Regions from separate parts of the Mus musculus genome. Here all the other regions are linked to region 1. The links are chromatin contacts, called in public HiChIP or PLAC-seq maps. All regions are on one chromosome and are shown on one strand. Each heading gives the region's core, a stretch centred on a gene start, on an enhancer-like site or on the middle of the called end of the contact. The rest is flanking DNA. Distances are from core to core; before and after follow the strand shown. Region 1 has its middle 52 kb from the start of Gm40016. Region 2 has its middle 140 kb from the start of Hs3st3b1. Region 3 overlaps Hs3st3b1 (heparan sulfate (glucosamine) 3-O-sulfotransferase 3B1).

The links. HiChIP or PLAC-seq counts read pairs in DNA pulled down with a chosen protein or histone mark.
Region 2: a contact with region 1 is called in an H3K27ac HiChIP or PLAC-seq map of stem cell-derived anterior neural progenitor cells, with 14 times the contacts expected there. The contact joins two enhancer-like sites. A contact is called at or near these places in 1 of 15 datasets of contacts at CTCF or cohesin (stem cell-derived epiblast-like cells), 30 of 484 Hi-C or Micro-C datasets (the N1E-115 cell line, adipose-derived mesenchymal stem cells, cerebellum and 12 more), 6 of 115 datasets of contacts at active chromatin or transcription factors (craniofacial prominence, differentiating embryonic stem cells, embryonic fibroblasts and 2 more) and 2 of 9 other capture datasets (embryonic stem cells and embryonic tail).
Region 3: an H3K27ac HiChIP or PLAC-seq map of differentiating embryonic stem cells shows a contact between it and region 1, with 9 times the contacts expected there. The contact joins two enhancer-like sites. A contact is called at or near these places in 1 of 39 promoter capture datasets (embryonic stem cells), 16 of 484 Hi-C or Micro-C datasets (Sertoli cells, cerebellar granule neurons, colorectal tumor organoids and 10 more), 11 of 115 datasets of contacts at active chromatin or transcription factors (differentiating embryonic stem cells, embryonic basal ganglia, embryonic forebrain and 6 more) and 1 of 9 other capture datasets (embryonic stem cells).

What each region holds. Positions count from the first base shown.
Region 1 is chr11:63,409,664-63,414,164 of GRCm38.p6, reverse strand. No RefSeq gene overlaps it. Among named protein-coding and RNA genes, the nearest start is that of Gm40016, 52 kb to the left of the region's middle. Within about 2 kb of position 1,699, at least 45 of the 459 cell types and tissues checked have an H3K27ac peak or open chromatin away from gene starts, as enhancers often do. A contact at or near this core is called in differentiating embryonic stem cells, embryonic stem cells, ganglionic eminence and 4 more, where this site is marked.
Region 2 is chr11:63,783,711-63,788,270 of GRCm38.p6, reverse strand. No RefSeq gene overlaps it. Among named protein-coding and RNA genes, the nearest start is that of Hs3st3b1, 140 kb to the left of the region's middle. Within about 2 kb of position 2,865, at least 10 of the 459 cell types and tissues checked have an H3K27ac peak or open chromatin away from gene starts, as enhancers often do. A contact at or near this core is called in stem cell-derived anterior neural progenitor cells, where this site is marked.
Region 3 is chr11:63,896,782-63,901,060 of GRCm38.p6, reverse strand. The region is part of intron 1 of Hs3st3b1 (heparan sulfate (glucosamine) 3-O-sulfotransferase 3B1); the gene reads left to right. Among named protein-coding and RNA genes, the nearest start is that of Hs3st3b1, 23 kb to the left of the region's middle. Within about 2 kb of position 2,265, at least 62 of the 459 cell types and tissues checked have an H3K27ac peak or open chromatin away from gene starts, as enhancers often do. A contact at or near this core is called in differentiating embryonic stem cells, embryonic stem cells, ganglionic eminence and 4 more, where this site is marked.

The sequences.
Region 1 (4,501 bases), core at 450-2,949:
ATAGTGAAATGTGGCATACCGTGGCAAGTTATGTGACATACATTTTGAGGGAGGGAGGATTTGTTGTGCTCACTGTTTCCAAGGGTTTGCTATAGTACCTGGGCTAGGCAGATGATCTTGACAGCAGGATCACATGGGCAGAGGCTACTCACACCCTGGTGGGCAGGAGGCAAGTCAACGGCTAACAGATACAGCCTTCAAAATGATTCCTCAGCTAGCCCTCTACCTTCTAAACACATCAGCAGCTGCTAAAGACCAAAGTGTCTAACTGTGGGCTCATAAGGGACATCTCGGATTTAAACTGCAGCACTGTATAAAACAGTGAAATGCAGATACGTTCTACATCACAAAGGAATCTCAAGAGCACTTGCTGTGTCAGTGAATCAGGACAGGAAGAGGCCCGGTGCCACTCTTGTGAAATGTCCTGGACTGTTAAAGCCATGGAACTGGTACAAGAAGCAGTGAGGATCAACTCTTTGATGGTTCTATAATTTTATTTGGAGGTGGTGAAAATATTTTGGAACTAAATAGAACACTGTTTGACAATGTTGTGAATATGCTAATTGCCTGTCGCTTGTTCTCTTTAAAATAGTTAAATCCATGTGAATTTCCTGCCAACTGGGATGTCTTCAATTCATAATATCCCCATGAATCCTCAAAACATCACAAGGCTTCTCATTGTCACTGTATGTCTTCAGAGGCGACTCTTGGCGTCAAAGGGTTGTAGGAGCTAATGCATGATGGGAGATTAAAATAAATCTATCGAAGCAAACGAGATAATGCATGCGTTGAACTCCTTGAGACTCGAGGAAAAACTTAACTGTATTCTGCTTTTCTCGTACTGGCGGACTCTCATTGCACTGAGCCAGAAGAAAGTAAAACAGAAAGCAAGGAACAGGCCACGGAGGTCAGAGTCCTTTTTGAAGTCGCTCCATCTCAGCGTTGCCGGCACTTTCCACGCATGGTGGGTGTGTGGCAGAGAGGAACTGGATAATTAAAAGATTAAAAAGAAAAAAAGAAAAAAAAAAACAAGCAGAAAACACATTTTTTCCCCATAGCTAGTGATGCTGTTCTTCCTTGAAATACTGCCCCTGAAGATCAAAGATAAACAAACAAGCTGGGGGAGGGGTCGGAAAGCGACTCCGACGCCCCAAGTATCTTTTTTTCCTCTACTGAAAACCAGAGCCTTCCTTTCGGAATGTAAATGTTTTCCTCGAAACTTGCGACAATCACGGATGTAAAGGAGAGCTTTTGTCGCAGTGGGGTCTCTTATCTGCACTGACCTGTCGCTCCTTCAGACGGAGACTTGGGCCCCAATTCTCAGGATTTTCGAAAAGAATGCGCTCCAGTGAGGGTGGGGGTGGGTGAGGAAGCCGAGCCGCGCAGACGGTTTAACATGCTAATGTCTTCAGTCTCTTTTAGGTGGAGGATCAAGGTTTGGCTATTTTCAACTTCTTTTCCACTCCCCCTCTCTTCCCATCCCAGTTTAGTTTCGAGAGGACTGTGGATGTGACAAGGGCTTTGTGTAGGGAATTCAGGGGAATGAAAGGGCCAAGGAGACCCAGTTGAGGGAACAAACTTTTGGGGGTCAGTGGGGTCAGTTTGGAATAAAAGCGTGGCATTGTTGGTATTAAGGACATGCTCGCAGCAGGGTGTCCTGAACTGGGCACACAACTCCAGGCCTGTTTATTCAACACTGAAATACCTAAGGATGGGCCTTGGGGAGAAAAGGGGAAGCCAAGCCGGAGGCCTGTGTGGCACCTTCCAGCTTCAGAGAGCTCCCGGGACACACACAAAGCCCCGCTTTTTCCACATTTCGGAGAAGAAAGTGCCTGTGCATAACCCAAAATTAATTGATTAATTAACCAATGCATTAAACGAAGAGCTTCCCGTGGCACTTTTTTTTTTATCCCTCTTTCCTTTCTTTCTTCCCGGCTCCACACATGTACAATCCGGGTCATTGAAAGCCCAAGATAGAAACAGTTTCTTAACGGTGTTTGAAAACAGCCTTTGTTTCCATGGAAGTAGCCGGGGCTCTCTGAGGCTTCCTTCTAAAAAACATTTACCCACCTCAGACCTAAAGGGAGGGGAGGGTGCCTCTCTTTGTTTTGTTTTGTTTGTTTTGTTTGTTTGGGGACGATTAAATGAGAGAAATTGCTTGCAGCAGTCCACACACACACACACACACACACACACACACACACACACTGTTAACCTAAATAAATATTAGTAGTCGTTACTGTGTATTGCTCTTCTGTGGCCTAGTCACTGTGAGGTCAGGAAGAAAGATGGAGGGCTGAGGAAGAGACTGGCCCACTGGGGCTGGAAATAGAATTAAGGCAGAGGGGAAATTCGGCAGCTGGATCCTAGGCAAGGATGTCATCTTCCAGGCAGTGGGGGACATTTCCAGAGTCCAAAGTAAAACGGACCTCAAAGCATGAAATGAATATATATACACCTGAAGGGCCATGTGAGCTTGCTCTACTCTACTCTCTTGGGAGCAACAAGACCAGGACACATAAATACTGAAGAAGGCAAGTGCTGGCTTCTGTTTTATAGATTGCCAGAGTTTTGAATACCAGAGAAAAAGACAGACAAGGTTACAATTTGAAGAACACTTGGAAACAAGGAAGAGTGACATAAAGCCAGCACGTCCAAAGGATTTAGTGCAGACACTTAGGCGGGGACAGGCAAGCCCAGAAAGTAGGGACTGAGTAAAACGGTGTATGAGGTGACAGTGTTCACATCTGGAATAGGGTGTGGCTTGGGGGTTGCACTGTTGACTCTGAGGTTGAGAAAGCAGGGTTTCCAGAAGTTAAATTAAGAGATAGATCACTGAATGGTTTGTCACAGGAAGATGGTGCCAGCAGAGACACTGGCTAAAAATCTAGGTCCATAATCCGCTTACGTGGTAGTGGTAATACAGCATTTGAGTTTGTGCTGTTGGGAAGTCACATGAGAGATGACAAAACAGGATAAAGTCACCATTGTTCAAGAAGATATCACAGGGCTGGAGAGAGAGCTTAGTCTATTAAGATCACCGATTGCTCTTCCAGAGGCCCCAAGTTCAATTCCCAGCAACATGGTGGCTCATAACCATCTATAATGAGATCTGATGCCCTCTTCTGGTATTGTCTGCAGACAGCTACTGTACGCTCATATAAATAAAATGAATAAGCCTTTTTAAAAAAGAAAAGAGGATATCACAGAGGTGACTAAATTAGAAGTGGAGGTTTGTTGGAGAAGAAGGAAGACACAGATAATTTTGGTTTGTCTTAGAAAACCGTAGAGATAGAAGATACGTTTGGAAAGAGTGCCTATACTGACTGTAAAGATGCTTTTGATAGGATCCTTGGGAAATTAGAATGATAAATATTGGTTCAGCGTTATAGTATAAACAAGGAATCTGATCTGTTAGATGAGAAATGTCAAGACTTGTTCTGAAGGAATGGAAGGGGCAAATACATTCTTGTGGCCCCGGGAGTGAGAGTACCCAGAATAGGAGCTGGAGCCAGGGGCTTAAGCCTGTGTTTCTGCCACACTCCACCGTTCTAGACCTCTATAGACCCTCTCATCACAGGCCCCTCTTTAGGAGGCTGGGAAGAGTCACATTCAAAGGTGATCCATGAAAGCAAAGGCGGGCCAGCTTGTTCTACTTGGCCACATACTAAAAGTTTGAGTGTAGAAAGGAAAGAGCCGGTGCTTCCGGCTTCAGACACAGAATGGAGTTTACTGACTTTAGCTGGGGGCATTCTAGATAAGAAGCTCTTGTAGCCCAGCTCCATTGCCTTCATCCAGTCATCACAGCAGTGAAGCGAAATCCAGGAGGGAGGCTGAGAAAACCAACACAAACTCCATGGTTTTCAAGCCTCCTGAGGGTGGAGACTAAGCCAAAGTATCTTACCCAGCACTGTACACAGGCATGAGGGGTGGTTGCTCATCACATGAGTGGATGGATTTGAGATTTGAACACTGGCTCCAGTAAGAGCTGAAGAGGGGAGCACGCTTCCAGGTCATCACTTCAGGGACAACCGATTTGGCTACATCCGGTGATAGTTTTAAAGGGAGGGTCTCTGTGCATTGAAAGAGACTCTAAGTCAAACAAAAAACTGTCCCCGGTTCCCAGGAAGACTGTAAAATGGCCATATTCATTCTCTCATTTGATGGTTAAGGCAGAGTAATTGTGAGGTAAGGTATGGGCAGATAATTTGCTAGGAACCATGTGAGCGACCATGGTCCTCATTTCTATCCAGCATATAAGACTGACATAAATCCCACATCCCTTGTGGTGCCAACCTTGAACTCTCACCTGGTGTTTCCCTTGCTTGGCATCAATTAGTTCACTATGTAGCAAGCAGGAATTACACCCCTCTGTGCCAGGAATGTAGTGTTACTGATGGCAGACCCCAAGGGGCAGATGCATGTTGAGAGGGGCAGGCACACAGTGGGCAGTGTGGCAAGTGCTCCTTTCTGAAGAATCACAGAGTGGCTGGCATCTGAG
Region 2 (4,560 bases), core at 1,616-4,115, 370 kb before region 1:
ACAGACCAGCTTCTCTAACACATGATTTGACCAATTCCTTAGGAGAGTTCCTTAGGAGGTGAAAGCTTTCTGTAGTATTCCGGAGACAAGTTTTCTTGTATGTCCTGTGTTGCCACACAGGGTTTGGAGTGCGTATCTTTGCTCTCTTCATGAAATGGGGGGAGGAGTTCTTTGGTCTAATCGCTGAGTATACAGCTTGATATTTCTAGCTTGATAGTGAACTTCTCCTCTGCCTTCCCCAGTTCCTTCCCTGAATCCTTCTGCAGTTCTGTGAGATGAACCCTGATTTTTCCGGTTAGTGTTGGTCTCTGACACAATCTAAGTTCCCATGTGCTTCTCAATTTAGTTACCCTGCTTTTGAGTTTTACTTTCAATCTTTCTGAATGTATAGATTTCTTTTTCCAAAGCTAGAACATTATTTTTTTCCATTTTACTCTTGTTGGTTTCTAGCTTTAAATATGATTTTCTCCCATTAAACAAAGTTTCCAGAAAGAGACGCACACAGGTGTTTAGTCTGCCGTGTTCACAGGCAGCCTCAGGAGATCCACGGGTGAACCTGTGAGGTAAGGGAAGTGAGCTCTGTGTCAGGGAGACTTGTCTACAGGGGGCTTGTGAGGCCTCCAGGGGGGAAGTGAGCCCGACCTGAGCGGCTTCTCTAGGATTTTGACCAGGAATCTTAGGTGAAGGTATGTGAATCTGGGTGGGTGGACCTCTGTTTCCAAGCTGGAAAATAGAAAGGCTGTATCAAAATGGAAAGGGAGCCTCACTTGGTGTCTGGATTCTACATTTGTCCCCTTCTCACTCCTTACTCTTCTTTGCCCATCATCTAGGCACGCTTTCCCATCACCTCTGCCTGTCTAGAGCATTTATTTTGCCAGTGGCCTGGGGATGCTGTGTTCTCTCATCTCACTAGTGTTTCTTAGTCTCCCGTGTGCAGAAGACTCACACTTTTACCAAGAGGAGCCTGCGTATGGACCTGAGACTGTGTTTCTAACAGAGCCCTGAGGAAGGTGATGATGCTCTTCTGTGGTATCCTAGAAGCAGGTCTGAAGACTTAAAAGGCCAAAGTGCCAAGGAACCAAAGATGCTCCACACAGAAACGCCTTCCAGCTCTGGCTCTTGGATTCTTTCTCCCCTGCTGTTCTGTAGGCTCTTGCTGATTTCCAGAGGTAGGTCATTTTCTGAACTGAGTGATGCTAAGGGTTGAACTGCTGAAGAGGGCTCCTCTCATAGCATCACATTTACTCTAGAAAATTTTCACATTTCCATTCTGGGTTTCCTGGACCCATGTAAAATGTGTAGAAGATTGTCGAGCAGTTAGGAGGCGGAGCCTTATGGAGGAAATGGACTACTGGCGGTTTTACAGCCTTGGCCTGACTTCCTGTCTATGGTCTGCATCCTGCTCCTGTAAGAAGCCAGGTAAGGACTTCCAGCTGCCACTCCTGCCACTTCGGATCCTCAGAGCTATTCCATTTCTTCCTTTATGATAGATTATATGTTCAAACTGTAAGCTGGAGTACAACTTCATCCTCAAGTTGCCTCTTATTAGGTATTTGGTCATATCCACAAGAAAAGTAATATTGTGATCAACTGGACAAGGATATGTCTTATAAATCCAGAATCCAAACCTAAGACAGATTACCCACAGGTTTCTTAATTACATAGCATTTAACCAGAGAATAGGGACAACAATGGAAAAAAGAAGGAATTTGGACACACACACACACACACACACACACACACACACACACAAGATTGGGGGGGGTGACATAACAAGAGTGTATCTCCTTCATAACCCTTTCCCCCCTTCTTAGAGATAGGGTCAAACTATGTAGCCCTGGCTGTCCTGAAACTCACTGTGTAGGCCAGAACTCAGAAATCTGCCTGCCTCTGCCTCTGCCTCTGCAGTGCTGGGATTAAATGCGTGTGCCACTCTGCCCAGCTCATTTCTTCTTGTTTGTTTCCTGTGAAGATAATTAAAATTTTTAAATATTTTTCCCAGAAGGGTTGAGATGTCTGGCTCTTATCCTGCCTGTATTGCTTCAGAGTGGACTAATCTGGAAGATGCTCTCAGCCAAGTTCTAGGAGGTCTTGCTTCCTCTAGGATGGATGCCAGTCACATCCCAGGTCTCTGTTTTGATGCTGTCCTCCTCGAGGTCACTTTCCACAATTTCTAGGAGGATGTCCTTTTAGGCCAAGCAAATCACAGTAATGAGATTCCAGTTCATTTTCAAATCTTGTTTAACTTCCTGCCCACGCTGACATAGCTGTGATTGACACGGGATATATAATCAAATCAGCAAAAAGAGAGTGTGTCTCTCAAAGAGGTCACCATTTGGAACCCAAATGCCTCTCTGGAGTGTGACTCCCTAATTACATATCCACAGAGGCTGGGGACTAGAGACCCTGAGTGAAGAAACCAATGTGTAATAATCACGTTGCAGGTTTATTCACTGCTACTTGGTACCACATTAACATCCCTTTATATTTCCTGAGCTCTTGCCTGAGTGTTTTCTCAGCAGGGTAGTCAGAGAGGCTGATGGGATGCTGCAGTGCCTGGCTGGACTTGTGAGCTGGAAGCAGCTATAAACGAGGACATTTGCTTGGCTCACTGGCTAATGAGTGAAGGTTCACCGAGAGTAATCACGCTGCAGTGGGAGTTCCTTAATGATTGGCACAGTTCATTAAAAGAAGAAACAAACTCTACAGAGAGCGTTGGAGAGAGGCTGGGATGGGAAGGTCAGATCGTGGAAGTGGGGGCTGTGGCTCGCTGGAATGTTGCTTTCACACAATTAGGTGTTTGAAGGAAGACAGAGCCTGGATACAGTTGAGTAATTTCAGCTAATTGAGATTTGCATGGGTCAAAGACCAGAGGTCTTGCTGCTGTTAAAACAGGATGTGGCATCCGCCATGGGATCCTTGGATGAACAGTGCCTGTGTGTGCCTCAGAACAATGGAAAGTGATGCCTTCCTGACACACAATGGCTTTCAAGGAGATATCTGTCCACTGAATCCTGCCGCAGGCTCTCTGCCGTGGAATCACAATGCCTTCAGCCTTACCCACGTGGATCCTTCTCTGTCTACCTTGTCTACCTTCTCATGAGTGAGAACAGAGGATGCCTCAGCTAACCCACTGTGCAGCGTCTACAAGAGACACTGCTCATGTAAGGCGTGTTCCCAGGACTCAGAAAGACCATGGTGGCAGCATGTGCCCCGGCTTTGGATGTAAGAATGGGTGATCACAGCTTTGAGTGCTGTTCTCTGGAGACTGAGATTTTGCTTGCAGAGATGGGCGTACCATAGAGATTCTGTTTCTCTTCTCTCTTTAAGCCATTTCCATATAAACCCATATTCTATGGAGTGAGAGAAAAGCCAGAGATGGGAGATGGGTAAGTACCTGCAGGCTATTGCTAGTTCATATAGCCTCCCTGTGTGTAGTGGAGAAAGCCACCCCTTCCACACAGGGCTGCACACCAGCACCATTCACAACTGATTCTCCTGTGGTGCCCCAGTGCATGGTTTATACAGCCATGCCAAAATGGCTGTGGCTATTAGGCCTGCAGTGGCATGGAGAGGGAAGGGCCCTCTAGACCCATGGAATGTCTTCCTTACTTTTGAATCCTAAAACGTACAGGACCTACACCCAGCTAAAGCCACCTGTCCCTTCCACGTGTCCCCTCTGAGGTTTGGCCTCCTGTAGACTCAGGAGCTTGAAGAAGTGCACACCTCTGCCTCTGCAGAGAGGAGCAACCACACGAGCTGTTCCTTCAGGGCCGTAAGCGTCCTCCTCCTCCTCCTGCTTCTGCCTCCTGAGCCCAATCTCAGTGAGTTTAGCGTATTAAAGACAGGAGGACCATACCTTTGGGCTTCTGTCTTCCTTAAGTTCCCAGTGCAAGGAATGGCCATGTGCCTTGCCAACTAGAGGCCACAGCAAGAGAAGGTTCCATTGGTTTACATGGATGTATGAGCACGTGATAGAGGGACACCTCGTGCTTCCCTGAGACAAAGGACAGGAATATGGCACTTTTGGTGCCTTATATAGGACGTGAAGAATATTCATATATAAGTAGGTTACAGGGCTTCTAATACAGAGGGAAACCTATTTAAGTTTCATTTAGCTCCTCAAATACTTGAATGTGTGTCATTTGTGTGTGTCCCCCAGCCCCCCCCACCCCCCCCACCCCCCGAACTTAAGATTGGGACTGAACACATGTGTGCTTGTCTAAAGAACCATATTTGGGCTTCATTTATTGGCCTGACAGAAATTGAGCTCCCATTCAATCTTGTGGGCTGAGGGAAGAAGGCACCCAGAACATAGTTTTTTTGGGTTTGTTGTTTTTGGGGGTTTTTTGGTTGTTTTGTTTTTTATTGTGTGGCATTGGAAATACCTTCTGTGAAGACCAGACTGTAGGATGTCCTAGTGAATCACAGTATTATCAGCTACAAAGGCTTCTTCTGTGCAAGCCAGCATATCCTAAAGGAAAGGCTGGGAGGCTGGAGGCATGAGGCCAGGGCCATGCCCATTTCTCTGGTCCCCACTCTGCATTCCCTAGCACGGTG
Region 3 (4,279 bases), core at 1,016-3,515, 490 kb before region 1:
ACAAAGGATGCTGGAGATTTTTATCTGAGGATTCACCAGTCAGGCAACACCACCTGAAAAGTTTCCATAGGCTACAGTAACCGCGACGGAACATAGTCAGATCCTGTGCGATATTTACCGATTGCTTCGGCCACCAATGAAATATACCAGGCCAAATGGAGTCTGTAGAGATCTGTTGCTTATTCGTGGCTGACTATAACTATGAAAAAGTGAGCCTAGACAGTATGGGGAGCCCTTTTCTCCTGCTGAAGGCTGACCCTGGAAGCTTCTAATCAATAACAAAAGTGGTCCCCACACCCACCCAGGGGGAGCTGTGCTGGGGTTTCCAACTGCTGTTAAGCTAAGGGTTACCACCCCCTCCTCCATCAGCTTTAAGCCATCCAGGAAACACACTGAGAGAAGATGGGCAAAATGAGGGACAGCAGCTGGTCCTTGGTCCTTGTCAGCAGTGCTTCCAAGTTCACAGCTCCTGAGTTGCTGTGTTAGAAGTACTTCTTTAATTTTTAAAAATATTTTTGGGTCCTTTAAAATCTGTGACAAGAGGATTGGACTGCATCCTCCTTATCCTTGAACCTGCCTTCCTTGGAGAGTGTCAGTGGATAAACAGAAAGGGGCAGGTGAGGGAGGGTTACTCGCTGAGCAGAGGAGGGCGGGGCAGGGTGCTGGATTATCCATTCTCTCCTATTTAATTCCGGGGGGGGGGGCGGGGAGCGGCAAGGGCTGGGGGGTGGGTGTGGGGGGAAGGCAGTGCACTGATGGCTTGGATCATGATTTTTCACCAGCCTCTGGAGGACCTGTCTCCATGCTCTTGTCTGCTGCCTCATCCTGGGTCCTGTCTCAGTTATCTTTGTGCCCTTGGTGGGCCGCAGAAGAGAGTGTATGCAGTGAGAGGGGATGCAGGGAATCAGGACTCTTAAACAAGACATTGAACTTGAGAACTGAACCTGTGCAGTGTCTGCTCCCTCACCCCGGAGCTAGGAATCAGCAGAAGGAATGAGAGCAGACAGACCAACCTCTCCCATCCTTGAAAGACTTCTGTTGCTTTTCAAAGCTCATTCACTTTCAAACTATGTTGGAGGAGGAGGAGGAGGAGGAGGAGGAGGAGGAGGAGGAGGAGGAGGAGGAGGGAAAGGAGAAAGGAAGGAAGTAAGTTAAGTAAATGGAAGGACAAACATTTCTGTTTCACAGAAGTGAAAAAAAAAATATCCCGCAAGATCTGGACCACTTCTCTTTGTACTTCAACCAAACAGCTTACAGTCAGGTGCCTAGGTTAAGGCATATTTGACACTGGACTCGCCCTGATTACGTATCCTGAGGTCTGTGCTCTGCCCCTGAGGAGCATCTTGTAAGTGTTCACCATCAAGTGCGGATGGTTCCTACTTATCTTCCAGTGGCTCTGTCCAACTTAATGCTGGCTACAGGGGAAGGTAATTGTAAGGGTTGCTTTACACAACCTGTAAGCTGATCTGTTAACTCTATTAAAAAGTTAGTGTATTGTTGTTGTTGTTGTTGTTGCTTATGTGTAGGTGCCCGCATGTTCCTGCTTGTGTTGTTGTGAGGACAACTTCTGGGACTCAGTTCTCTCCTTCTACCTTCCGCTCTGGGAACCAAACTCAGGTCATGGAGTTTGGGAGCAAATGCTTTCACCTTCTGAGTGGTTTCACTGGTTCAAATGCATTTATTTGTATTCATTGGAAAAACTGAGTCCAAGGCTTGGTATGGTTGGTTCAAGGTCCCAGTCTGATGCAAGGCAGGATGGGAACAGAAGTCCAGGCTTTCTTAGGCTAGTGGGCCACTGTGTAGAGAATGGCTTTTTGACCCTCCCTGAATTTTTGGAGACAGATGGGGTGGGGTCTTACTCGTCATTTTCCATTGGCTCTTGAGTGAGTCTGTATACACACACACACACACACACACACACACACACACACACACACAGAGTAAACTGCCTAAGCCTGGATCCAGTATGAAGGTGAAGGCACAGGGCTGGATCTGCACTCCTGACTCTTGGGACCAATCATCTTGTGGTGGGACTCTACAAGTAGGATTCTGGACCATTCAGTTCTTTCTGGAACTCCAGCTGCCCTCCCCACTGTCTGGGCCTCCTTTTTTGCTTTTGCTTCTGCTTTCTACAAAGTCTGCCTGCCAGAAAAACTTCTGCCTTTCTAATGATTTTAAGGTTTCTTTTCTTTTCCAGGAACCGGGGGCACAGATCCCTCAAATTTCGCAAGATTTGTCCTTCTCAGGCCTCGGTGAGGCGCAGTAAACAGAAGCAGGGAGCTTGGAGCTGGAACACAAAAGCCCATTAGCTTTTCACTCCCCCCACCCCCCAAGGCCCAGCCCCTTCCCGGAACAGGAACCACCCCCTTTGTGAGCCGGGCCTAAGACCCAGGCAAAGGCCTGGAGGAGAGGGGGCTCCAGCTGCCTGGGCAGTGAGATGCTCATTCGCTCCCCACCTCCCAGCATTGAAAAGCTTTTATTTTCAGAGCAGCATTGAAACTCCAGGACAATGGAGGCCAAATCCTTGGGCAGCGGTTGGGGCCAGGACGGGGGAGGCAGCCTTTGTCATGTCTCTTCTTTCCAACCCATTACCTTAAAAAAGAAAAAGAAAGAAAGAAAGAATGAAAAGAGAAAGGACCGAAAGGACCCATGAACTCTTTAAGAATCGTGACATCACTTCCGCCAGACCTGAAATCTAGACTATTTACAGTTTCATTTGAAATTAGTTTAAACTCTCCCAAAGGAGTGCTTTGATATGCAAACATCTCCCCAAAGGGAGACAGTTACTTATGGAGATGTGGCCCTTTGAAGGGGCTCAGTGTTGGTGGGCTCCAGGCCTCTGAGGAAGTGAGAAGACCCAGATGAAGGCCCACACTGACAACTGATAGCATGGTCCTCCTCTACCAAATGGAGTCCCCTGGGAAGAAGGAGGAGTGTGCCATAAAGGAGAAGCTATCTCGGTTGATCTTGGTTCCGCTTACACTTCTCGCTCTCTAGCCTGCAGTCCCAGCTCACACAGGCTAACTCCCATCCCCGCTTCTTTTCCCAGTCCCGGCTGCGAACTGTCTTCCTACAGAACGGGACAAGGGAGGAACTGCTGTTCCCTCACTCCTGACTCACTGTGACTTACCGCATCACCAGGTGCAAACACAGCAGAGAAGTTGGGGTTGCCAGGCAGGCTTTCAGTGGGTTTTAGCGCGCATGCCTGCTACTGCTCTGCACAGCCTGTGATGAGGACTCTACTGCCTTAGTGCACTGTGTCTGCCTGGAGCTCCAGTTGCCTGCTGCTGCCCCAACACTCCTGCTTGGTTGGCAGCTGCTAGGGCTTTCGGTAGCTTACCCCAGTAGAGGGAAGTTAAGTTACAGGGGCTGTGCCTGCCTTTGTCACTGACCTGCTACAGGCCTAAAGGCAATAAGGGCCCAGGGACCATGATACAAAACCTCTGGGATAATGAGCCAAACGACCCTTTCTTCCCTGGAAGTGGTTTCTCTCAGGTAATTCGTCACAGCAATGGAAAGCTGGCTAGGATTTCCCATACCCCACTGTTAGTGTCCTAGGAAGGGCTTTCTGCCCTGGGACACATCCCACATACTCATCCCCCCCCTCCCGAGATCGCAGTACATTTTCAACTCCACTACTAGTGTTTATGAGTTTACCAAATGCTCAAAAAAAAAAAAAAAAAAAGACACTTGGTTTACTTTCCCACATTGGATGGCAGCTTCCTCATTGCTGAGACCTGCCCCTGACTGTACAGATTCCAGGGAGCTGTTTTTTTTTTCTTTGGAAGGGATGTGGAACACAGTCTTCCTAGAAACCTTGGTTCTTCTGCCCTGTGACTGAATTGTCAGAGGCTTCTGGGAAATGCTACAGCTGGTGGGTCATCACAGTTTCCTGGCCTGGGCCTTGAGGTTTTGGTCAGTATTGTGGAACCGAAGGGGCAGAACCATTTAGCTCCTTCCTCAGGCTAACTTAACAGATGTGGAATCCAAGGCCTGAGAATTTGGGAATATAGCCAAGGGGTCATGCCGATTGGAAGTGAAGAGACTCACATCACAACTTTATTTCAATGCTTCAGAAACGATACCAATTTAACGAAATCTCTAAGTATTGAGTGACTGTTTTCTCATTTTACCCGTATTTTCCCTGGAATGGCATCAAAACAAGGACTTGTCAGCCTTTGGCCCTGTATTAGGGGAGGTGCCAAGCCTTGGTGGCCAAGGGCAACAGAGGGAGCTTGGGTGCGTCAGGGCTGTTCTGTCCTGATTGTAATGGTGGTGC